2 separate regions of the Lactuca sativa genome follow, and region 2 is linked to region 1. Evidence: chromatin contacts called from public Hi-C data. All regions are on one chromosome and are shown on one strand. The core of a region is the stretch at or near the end of the contact, and the rest is flanking DNA. Distances in the headings are between cores, read along the strand shown. Region 1 holds the start of LOC111920535 (protein indeterminate-domain 12). Region 2 holds the start of LOC111881465 (UDP-galactose/UDP-glucose transporter 7).

Evidence for each region. A called contact is a pair of places that touch in the nucleus more often than the background predicts.
Region 2: a contact with region 1 is called in a Hi-C map of leaf, with 8 times the contacts expected there. The contact joins the promoter of LOC111881465 here to the promoter of LOC111920535 in region 1. A contact is called at or near these places in 2 of 4 Hi-C or Micro-C datasets (both in leaf).

Annotation. Positions count from the first base shown.
Region 1 is chr5:124,104,431-124,110,059 of Lsat_Salinas_v11, reverse strand. It overlaps LOC111920535 (protein indeterminate-domain 12), which reads left to right and starts at 2,264. Exons shown (of 4, transcript XM_023916120.3): 1 at 2,264-2,478; 2 at 2,624-2,968; 3 at 3,171-3,570; 4 at 4,470-5,533. The coding sequence starts at 2,764. The coding sequence ends at 5,409.
Region 2 is chr5:124,391,139-124,396,767 of Lsat_Salinas_v11, reverse strand. It overlaps LOC111881465 (UDP-galactose/UDP-glucose transporter 7), which reads right to left and starts at 3,358. Exons shown (of 7, transcript XM_023877856.3): 1 at 3,010-3,358; 2 at 2,164-2,269; 3 at 1,756-2,001; 4 at 1,402-1,512; 5 at 1,143-1,301; 6 at 671-814; 7 at 21-390. The coding sequence starts at 3,041. The coding sequence ends at 250.

The sequences.
Region 1 (5,629 bases), core at 1,015-3,514:
CCACGAAGGGCATTGGGCCCAATTTGGAAAATTGGGCCATGGTTTGGGCCACGAGTAGTTTTTGGTCTCTTAGGCTGGAGTGTTTAAGTTATTATTAGGCCATCGGAATATAAAGTGTTTTGGATTAAAATGAATGGTTGGGCCTGAAGGTAAGGCCCATGTAAGGGGTTTGGGCCCAATTTGGAAAATTGGGCCATTGGTTGATTAATTGGCATTTAGGCCTTTCATATTGTATGTTTGGGTCTTAGTGTTAGATAAGGCTATGTTAGGGGTAAAATGGTCTTTTTACCCCAGGTAGGGAGTTGTGAGTATGGATTGGAACCCAATTGTTAATTGGGTGTTGTTTTATTATTGATAGTTCAGGGATTTGCCAGCCTACAACAAAGGGTGTTTCTGTATGATTCAACAGTGCGAGGTGAGTCTTCTCACTATATCTATTGGTCGAAGGCACCAATGTCAGCTCATTACGTGTTATGTGGTATACTAGTTGTGTCTGTGATAATTGTATGGAAGACCTCGGGGGGAGCCCATGGTAATTAGATGTTAGACCATGGGGAAGCGCATGATATTCCAGGTAAAGACCATGAAGGGAGCCTATGGCATAATAGATAAAGACCATGGGGGGACCCATGACAACTATATGTATGTGCATGATAATTTGTGGTTGTTTGTGGTATGGTATTTGAGGAACTCACTAAGCTTTGTGCTTACGGTTTTCAGTTTATGTTTCAGGTACTGTTACCAATGGATTAGTGACTATGTCATGGAAAGTAAAAAAAGGTTGCCGGAAAGTAGTTCAACAAAGTCAAACAACTTAAAAAAACTCCGTCGGAAATCCATCCGTAAAGGTGTATGTCAATAATCGGTTGCTAAAAATGTATGTCGGAATCCGTCGGAAAGGCCGTCGGTGATGTGATCAAACAAGGTAGAGAAGTTCAAAGAGTGTCCTCAGTAATTACGTTGGAAATCCGTCGTCTACTTACCCACAAGATGTTATCCCACAGAGTGGATTCCGTGAAATAACCTTTACGGAGGGAAAACCAACACAAAAGGCCGTAGGAAATGACCGCGTTTTTGTAGTAGTACGCTATGTGAATATCCTATTCGAATAAAAAAAAAACTGTGAACTTATTGGTGAGGGATAGTTCCGGCCCTCGCAATTATTAAAGGTTTATTATATTGAAGTTGACTCTTGACTTGCAGCTTGTCGACAAATCTTAAACCCTTACTAATATGAGATTCTATTGCAATCGTAAGTGCCAAATTATCCTCCATTTTTTTTACTCTACAATGATCATGGTTCCCGTTTATGTATTAATACCCTCAAATTCACTCTGGAAAATAACATTTTCAAGAAACGAATATGGCCATTGCAATTTTTTTTTCATATATAAACCATGAATTTCTTGAATTGCTAGTTACCTTTTAGGCTGATCAGTTTCACTGAGGCGTGGACCAGTATTTGTTCTAGTGCCTGAAGACTGTTTACATAGATAAAAAAATCCGTAAAATGAAATTATCTCTTGTAGTTCGGCATTGCTTGACCTTGCATCTCGTACGTCGGCCTGTTGTTAAAAAAAGAAAGAAGATTGGAAAATCTGGTACGTCAGCCTGACATCATTGATGTCACTCATTTTATCTTTGGAAAGCATCACACAAGACCGGCCAGTTAATCATAGTTTAGGCTACATATATAAATGTGTCCTTATTATGTATTTGATTTCATGCTACACTCCATGCAGTGTTACCTCTTAATTACTTCCTCACTATTCAATTTTATGCACCATGAATTGCTAATACAATCCTAACGTGTTAACCATCACTTCTCACTTACCATCGAAAAAGCTCACTCCCCTAATTTAATTTAATATTACTCCCTTCAAAAAACATAATGTTCAATAAACCTAATTAGGGTTTTTTTTCTTCAACCTTTAGAAGGATAGAAAGGGTGACGGAAATGATGCAAATGGGTACTGGGTACTCATATATATACATATATTTATGTATACAGGGGAAAACAAAGTAGTAATTCCCACAAAAAAGATTAGTAGATACCCCTAAAAGCAAAATCAATAATGCTAAGTAGTAATATCTCTAAATTCAGAAGAAAACAAAGAATAGGACAAACTTTTGTAACGTCAGAAACATTGCCTCTCTGCCCTCCTCCTCATGTTGCCTTTTTGGTTTCAGTTTGATGGGTTGGAGCTAGCTAGAAAGAGGTCCATCTTAAACATATCTTCTCATCCACATCTCTCTCTCTCTCTCTCTCTCTCTCTCTCTCTCTCTCTCTCTCTCTCTCTCTCTCTCTCTCTCTCACACACACACACACACACACACACACTTGAACTTTTTCACTACTTGTACGAATTTGGTTGTCTTTAGTTAAGGTATCTTAATTTGTACTCAAGTGTGTGGATTCTTGTGTTGAATCATCTTGTGGAGTTTGTTATTCTCTGGAGAAGTTTTTCTAACTGTCAGGTTTGAGCTTTTCACTTCTAATTGTTATTTGCAGCTCTCTAACTTATTCTTTGGTTCATCTAGCTACCTTTTGTAATCTAACCTAAAAAGAACGTCAACGAACCTGGACTAATCATTTGTTTCTTGTTCTTTTTTCTCCTTTTAGGGTTTCTCGTTGTTCAGATCTGTATGGTAGTAAAAAAGTTGATCCGTCTTTCATCAGTTTATCTTTAATACATAACACGAAACAAAGAAAAAATAAAATTCCAGTTCTTTAATTATTGAGATAGAGAGAGAAAGAAAGATATGAAGGGCATCTTTTTGGATGACGATATCTCAAATTTAACATCTGCATCAACTGAAGCAAGCCTATCTTCATCAAGCAACAGGAATGAAATTGGTACTATGTACCCTCCACCACAGATGCAGCAGACCTATGCTTCTGTGCCAATCACTACCACCAACCAAACTCAATCAAACAAGAAAAAGAGGAATCTTCCTGGCAATCCAGGTATAATTATTAGATACGTATATATATACTTATTACAAACTTTTATTAATTTCTTACTATTTAAAAACTTTTTCATAATTTCAAATATGAAGCATGCAGTTTTCTTTGTATCAAGAACCTGATAATTAATCATTTTTTCATAGAATCAATTTGCAATGTGTTTACAAAATACTGATACTTTCTATTTTTGGAATGAAAAAAGATCCAGAAGCTGAGGTGGTAGCTTTGTCTCCAAAATCTCTTATGGCAACTAACAGATTCCTATGCGAGATTTGCAACAAAGGGTTTCAAAGAGACCAGAATCTTCAGCTACATAGAAGAGGACATAATCTGCCATGGAAACTAAAGCAAAAATCAAAACTGGAGGTGGTAAAGAAGAAGGTGTATGTGTGCCCAGAGCCAAGTTGTGTGCACCATGAACCATCGAGAGCACTTGGCGATCTTACAGGCATCAAGAAGCACTTCTCAAGAAAACACGGTGAGAAGAAATGGAAATGTGAGAAGTGTTCAAAGCGCTATGCTGTTCAGTCTGATTGGAAAGCTCATTCCAAGATCTGTGGCACACGGGAATATCGATGTGATTGTGGTACCCTTTTTTCAAGGTAATAGCAACTAGTAATCAATATATACTTTTTTTTTTTCTTGATAAAGGAAAAGATATAGAATCTAATAACAAAGAAACTCCAAGACCTTCACGAGGCCAACAGTAAATGACATAAAAAAGTACGTCGTAATTACTCTAATCATAGTTCAATTAATTAGTACAAGATTCTCAGTTTTTTTTTTTGTCGACAAACAAGGGTTTTCAGAAATGCATCCTTAAAATCTTTAAGGCTTTTCGTATATGTACGTCTCAAGTTCAAACTCAAAACGAATTTGATTAACAGTGGATATGTCCCACGATCATGACATGGCACGTCTTCTCATGTATATGCGTCACCTCACTGCTTATTTGTAAGCTTATTTTTGAGGTGAAAAGACCAAGCATGTGAGCTGTTGTCGGGCATACTTATTTTAAATAAGATGCTATATCATATCACATGAAATTAACCTATTCCGTTGCAATACAAAACCAATTTATACTAATCGGTATTACACTTTGAACACATATATTTATGTATTGCAACTTACATTCTCTTAGTATAAATGATCTACACAACAAATGTAGGGAAATAACAAAAAGTTATCACCAAACATGCAATTTTATTTTTTAATATATATACTAGCTAGATGTGGCAGTTATTAAAGAAATTAATTAACTGTTCCATTTCCTCATAATGACACGCACACACTAGAAACTAAAAATGAATTTCTAATCTTACTATCAAAGTTCAGTCTGTACATATTAATCAAGATCACTAGACAAAACTTATCATGTAAAGTGATAGTTTGTTATTTTCACAATTTGCTAGAAATTAAAATATTTTTTATTTTTGAAAGTATAACTAATGATTCATTAAAATTTGTTCTTATTTGTTTGTCTATTGGTACTCTACCACAGGAGGGACAGCTTCATCACTCATAGAGCCTTTTGTGATGCTTTGGCAGAAGAGACTGGAAGATCATCATCATCATCCTTAAACAACCTTCCTCTCCATTTACCTATCAATTTCCCACTCAAAGCCGAACCACATCATCTCCTCCAACACCCTCAACTGAACTTCAATGTTGGGTCAAGTAGTCCACATCAGTTACCATCATGGTTAGATCATCATCACCAACAACAAAACCCTAGCCCAAACAGTAGTAATCTTCACCTTCCTTCTCCTTCTTCTCACATGTCTGCCACTGCTTTGCTGCAAAAGGCTGCTCAGATGGGCGTAACCATGAGCAATCCTGCACCTCCACCTCCTTGCACAGCTCCTTCTGCTGCTGTCATTTCCATGTCACAACAACAACAGTCCATTATTTTAAGTGGGTCCCACCAAGCTCTTCAGCGTGATCACATGTGTGCACCTCTACTTTCGTCTCCTCCTCATCATCATCATCATAATGCTTCTGCCCTAGCAAATTTGTCTGCAAGCGATAATCATCATGGGATGTTTGAAGCAAGCAGTGGGTTTCCTAACGTCAGCACTGGTTGCATGGACCAACTGCTTCACCCCAGTTCCTTGACATCTACAACCGTAGGGTCAACCAACATCCAGGAAGTCTTCAATGGCATGCTCAGTTCTACAAAAAAAGATCAGAATGGCTACCAGCAAGAGCTCTTCCCACAAGGACCAGCTTCAGCAGAAACGGTTTTGAACAAGCGTAAAGAAGGTGCGGGTCTAAACGATGAGTTGACGAGAGATTTTTTGGGTCTTAGAGGATTTCCTACTCCTACTGATCACCATTTTCTTAGCATGGCGGGTCTTCAACATATGAACACTTCTTCACCTTATCATCAGCTGAATACGAACCAGAACCACAGTCAAAACCAAATACCATGGCAAGGTTAACTAGTTTGGATAGAGATGAAATTGAAATACCCATCATTTATGGTTCCCTTTTAGTTCTTTTCTCCTAGCTAGTTTTTGCTTTTTAAACTTGTTTTTAGTAATGAACCATGAGCCCAGTTTTCAATTTTCTTGCATGGTTCCGGATTTGAAATATCTGAAAGCTATGAATGCTTCGAGTATTTCAAATATTACAGTTGTTCTACACTATGAGTAGTCCTGA
Region 2 (5,629 bases), core at 2,109-4,608, 290 kb before region 1:
CTCACAACAGAAGAAGCCAATACAAAAATGACATTGTTTTCACATTTCCACACTAGAATTAAGTGTTGTATGCATAAGAAACACAAACTTCTTTCTTTTATGTCAACCACCTAGCATGCCAACTTAACTCATGGATTGCTAGATGTACAACCTTTTTACAAAACATATGAATTTAACTATCCGTACGAAAATCTCTAGTGTATATAAAAAAAAAATGGAGTCTAAGTTTGTTGATATGGAGGTTTTTGGTTATCTTGGAAGTGTGGTTTTCCTCAACTTTTCTTGATATTTGGCAAGCGAATACCACAAACCACCGAGAGTGTTGATCACCAATCCACTCACATTCAGAAAGTGTACTTGAACTCCTCCCAGTAAGAAGAACCCAAGTGTCTGAACCAACCAATCACAAAACAATGTAATTAAATCCAGGAATAGGTAGAGTAATAGCAATCTACTTTTACTTACATGTTTATTATAGCATTCTATTATAACACTATACTTCCAATTTTTTGCTTACTATGAAAAATCTACCAAATTATAGCAATACAAATATTATTAGATGAAATTGCAATATTTGGACAAATTTTTCAAAGTAGAATGTTGTAATGGGAAGATATGAAATCAACAGAATTATGTAAGCTATTTTTTGAATTTGATTATGGTGACTTACTGTGGATCCAACGCCCTTGAGGACCCCCACAATGGTTGTAGTAAGGGCAGAATTGACAATTGTACATAAAAACATGGTGTAGTTCAAGATTATGCCCATCACTAGGGAAAGAACAAACATCACCAAAAAGTACAACGAAGCACTCTGTACATGGAAAAAAAGGAACAACTCAAATTAGTAGAATAAAAATATCAACAACTTGGATAAACTTTATGAATGTTTTTTTGAGACACGATTTACTCTCATAAGCTATATATGAATGTTTCTTTCTGACTTGTTGCAGAAAGAAGATGGAAATTAGGGTTTCTCATCAAGTCCTAACTTTTAACATCATTTATCATATAGCACTTCATCCAGACAACACTTAATGGGGGGGAAAAGAACCAATTAACTTTTTGGTTATTTACCAAATAATGTCAAGAATTAAAGGCTTCTCATAACACTAAATATAAACACGTAAGGAGATTCTGACCTTTGCATATAATAATGAGATTGAACTTGGGAATTCTCCAGTAATTATTATGAGAAACGCCAAGAATGGCAAGGAAAGAAGACTGTTGTAAAACATGATTTCAATCGATGAAAGTCCATCCTCTGCACCAGATCTCTCTACCAAAACTAGGTACATTGTCTGTATAATGTATATGAAATTATTATAAATGTCATTTCTACATTGTACTGAATAATTAAATTACAACAGAATTCCATAAACCCTAAATGCATAATCTCACCTGGAAGAAGACAGAAATAAGAGCCATCATATATCCAAACATGTCGAAAGAAAAATCTCCAAGTGCAGCAATCATTACCCCTGCAGCAGTTAGTGATACTGAAAGAATTACCTGAAAAGATAATAATAAAAAAAAAATTAGTTGCCAATCAGGTCAAAACATTGTCATTTGAAAAATCTACCTAATTATGGAAATGTTATCAAAATACAAAGTAATTTTTCACTGCTATAATGTTGCAATAGAAAAAAAAATGAAAGTATATGATCAGAAATTACATTGCTATTTGTCATATTTATAAACAACAAAATTCAGCTAACGAATATACATGATGGAAATGGAATGCAACAGAATTACCTGTTTTGAGTGTTTCCCCTTTTTATAAAAAAGTCCAGCGATTAATACAGCTAGAGGCGTAAGTCGTTTTATAGCAATGTACATTGGAATATTGACTCCTTTCAAACTTGCTAAAGCAAAAGCCACATTTCCATTGTAAAATAGTGAAACCAGTATAAGCTTTTTTGCAGTGTCAACATTTAGTGGTTTTGCTCTTGTCCATCCCATTATTCTTCCAAAGTGTATAAGCAATGCAGTTGCCATTTGCTGAAACATTTCCAAAACAATCTTAAGACTTTGTAAATTGTAAACAACAAGTTATTATAATAGTTTAGTGGTTAAATCGATAAAATAGTACAAGTGTGTTTCTGTATTTTGCACATGATAAAATGAAAAATATTGCGAAAGGTAAATGTATTTTTTAGTTACCTGTAAGGTAAGGAGAGTCATGGAAAATGCATACTCCATGACAACTGCTTTGTTTATGAAAACCATGGCCATTGATGCAATTCCATATGATAATGCAGCAAATAAACTACATGGTGGATGAGCATATGTTATAAGAAGCCTCGATATTCCAAAGAAACAAACAGATAACACACAAACAAAAGTAAAAATCTTTATAGCTTATACAATTCATCTACATTAATAACACTCCTTGCTAAAAGTTGGCATCTTAAGTTCAAAGATCTTGTACTTCATCTGAAAATCTGACATAGAAAATCTCAACAAAATGATTTGATTAGTATATGCATTTACTTGAAACTGAGCTGTTTTTACTCCTGTTTAGCAAGCAATGGGGAAATGTCACCTATTTTCAATTAGACAGTTGTTTATAAACCCTATGCTACTTAGTGAATTGTTGCACATTTTGACATTTTATCTACAAATTTGGAAACGAGCACATTCATGTTAGGACTATTGGTCAGCTGTTGTTATTCGTACGTGTTAGGACCAGTTTCTCTCTCTAGATCTAGAGATTCGTTTAGTTATTAGAAGCTCAGTTCACAAATCAGTTAAAAAAGAAATCCACTTGTGCTACTAACATGAAGGCTCTTACCTGATCAACTATAAATTAAATCTACAAGCAACAATCACATACATTCCTAAACGCAACAGTAAATCCGCAGAAATAAACATGAACTGTACTACTACACCAAAAGATCTGATCTGAGAACATTATTTAATAGAACAGAAAAAACAGAAGATCCCAATACATCAAATAATAAGATAAACTTGCAATTGATCGAAAAAACTGGAAAGGAACCAACTGACCTGAGATACGGAGGCGTCGTATCTTTGTCCATGGTGCGGATTTACAGTTACGAAGAAATAATTGATACTATGAGGGAAAATTCACCAAATTTGAATGAAAGGGGGAAGGAAGGTAAAACGGTTTAATCATTTAAAGATGCAAAGGGTTTTATTCTATCCAGTAAAAGTAAATTGAATTTGTTGCCTGCATTGCAGTAGTTGTAGAAAATGGATTTCTCGCTTGTCATAGTCAAGTAATTGGGGTTTTCTCCATAATTGAAAACCCACTTTGGGGCTGGGGTTGACCAGCTGGCTGTGAAGAGGAGCGCGTTTGGGGATTTGGGATTGTCGTTGGATCTCCCAAAATATGTCAAAGACTTATTCGCTAAAATTGATTCTTAATCTAATCATAAACACCGTCATGTTTACGGGTGGATGATACTCAAATCTATAATTCTATTTGAAAAAGTTATTTCTTACCGATAGGCTAAAGGTCATTTGATTATTCGTTATAATTATTGTTAACAAATAAATGTTAATATGCGGGTAAAAGATAGAGAAATAGAATTATTAACGTAATTAACTTTTTGGTTTGTTAACATTTAACTATTTTTTTTTGTACACATCTAGGTAACGAACTTTTTGAAAATGTTCACATATGACCATTATGATCGGCTGTAGTAGGTTCCATCAAGTCATAATGGTCATATGTGAACACTTTAAAAAACGTTCGTTACCTAGATGTGTACAAATAAAAAATAGTTACCCAGATATGAACATAACAAAAGGTAAGAGTAAATTACGCGAATTGTCCTTGTGGTTTGGGTAATTTGTGTGTTTGGTATCTAGATGTATCATAGAAGCCCCACTAACTATTAGGTTTTGGTTTAAAATGTCCTTTATGTTTTTTTTAGTACTTCAAAGGCATAAACTTGATATGTATCTGTTAAAAAAGGCTTACGACCTACAATAGACGATTTTTAATGAATTATTGGCTTTGTTTATTAAAACTTGCTAACTAGGCACTCAAACTTGCTCTCTTCTGGAAAAATATTCTATCACCTCTCATATTGTGAAAAAAAAAAACGAAGGTCCAAAAGCTTGTTGATTGCATATTGGTTTCACCCAAACTCAACTTTCCAATCACAAAGCTGACGATGAGAAGCGTTCGCTCGTCTTCTTTGAAGACGGGTCAAGAGCATGCTCGTCTTCAAGGATCACCGTTGGAGACATCATCCTTTGTCGGCCTTCATAATTCATATGTTTCTCTTCAAATTCCAGTATTTTGCTTTATTCTCGAGGTAACTGGTTGAATACCAAATGTCTTTACTAATTTCTTTTCAATGATTCTCCTTTCGATCTCGAATTTGGATAATTTGGAAGATCCACAAACATATTGTGGACATATGAATTCATTAGCAGTTAAATGAGTTGGTTTTTTGGGTCGAATTGTAAGTATCTTATGAGTAGATCATATGTGGGCATATTTTTATGTGGAAGAAAAGGGGAGCGAGGCTTGTTAAGGTAATGGAAGGTGATAGCCTTACAGTGAATCAAGTTGAGCCACATCATGTTATCCCTGTTCTTGCTTCATCTGGAAGAAGAAAAAAATATAAAACTTAGGGTTCCTGTTTCTGATCAAATTTGTCCCATTTCTGATGATTAATAAGAGGTATGATCTTGAAAATATCGTTTCAAGATCTCTTTGTCAAGAACACGAACCATGGTAGATCTGAACCAAATCGGACCTGTGAGGTTTTTCTCACCAATGGTCACTTTTGGAACTCAATTACCAGATTCAAGAATGAAAATGACAAAATCAAAAATTTGCTTCACCATAAACGCAATTTTAGATCTTAAGTCATAGGTTTGTGTTTGTTTTGGACCAATAACACAATTTCTTCAATTCTTGAACACACTTACACAAATGATTTTTTGAGTTCTTGAAACCAAAAACTGTAACACTCCAATCCAGGTAATCAACCTTCTTTCCCTTTAAATGAAACTACTTTGCAAAAATGGTCCCTTTCGTACGTTGGGCGTACTTATGAGTACGCTTAGCATATTGAGGAAGAATGATCGTGGAGGTGAACCACATATGTGGGGCGTACGAGAAGGTACTCGCAGGCGTACGTGGAAGATGACCAAAACCCTAACTTCCGGACTTATGACCAATTTAAACAACCTTAAGTCATTTAAACCTTACCCTAGCCAGCCTTCATCACTCTCAAACGTCCCTAAAACCCTAAAATCCTTTGTGTGTGTTTCTTGAGCTTGTGAGTGCCTCAAATACCTCATTCTTAGTGTATTAGCAAAAGGGAAGAAGTGGAAGAAAGCTTGAACGATGGAAAGGCTTTTGGATCTTGCATATAGAGCAGCTTAGGAAGCTTGTCGAGGTAAAAAGCTTCCTCCTTGCTAATCCTTGTTGTTTATGTAGCTAGGGTTTTCTATTTAGTCCTCTTTTGAGTTCATAAATCATCTCTTGGGAGTTTGGGCAACTCCAGAGATTAGGAAGGGTAGATCTAAGGTCCTTTAGCTTGTTCATGTCATAAAAATGCAGACTTGTTGGTTGTTTTGACTCCATGCATGAGTTAAGACCCTTGGAAAGGTCTTAATGGGTTTGAAAGAGTTGTTGGGAGCA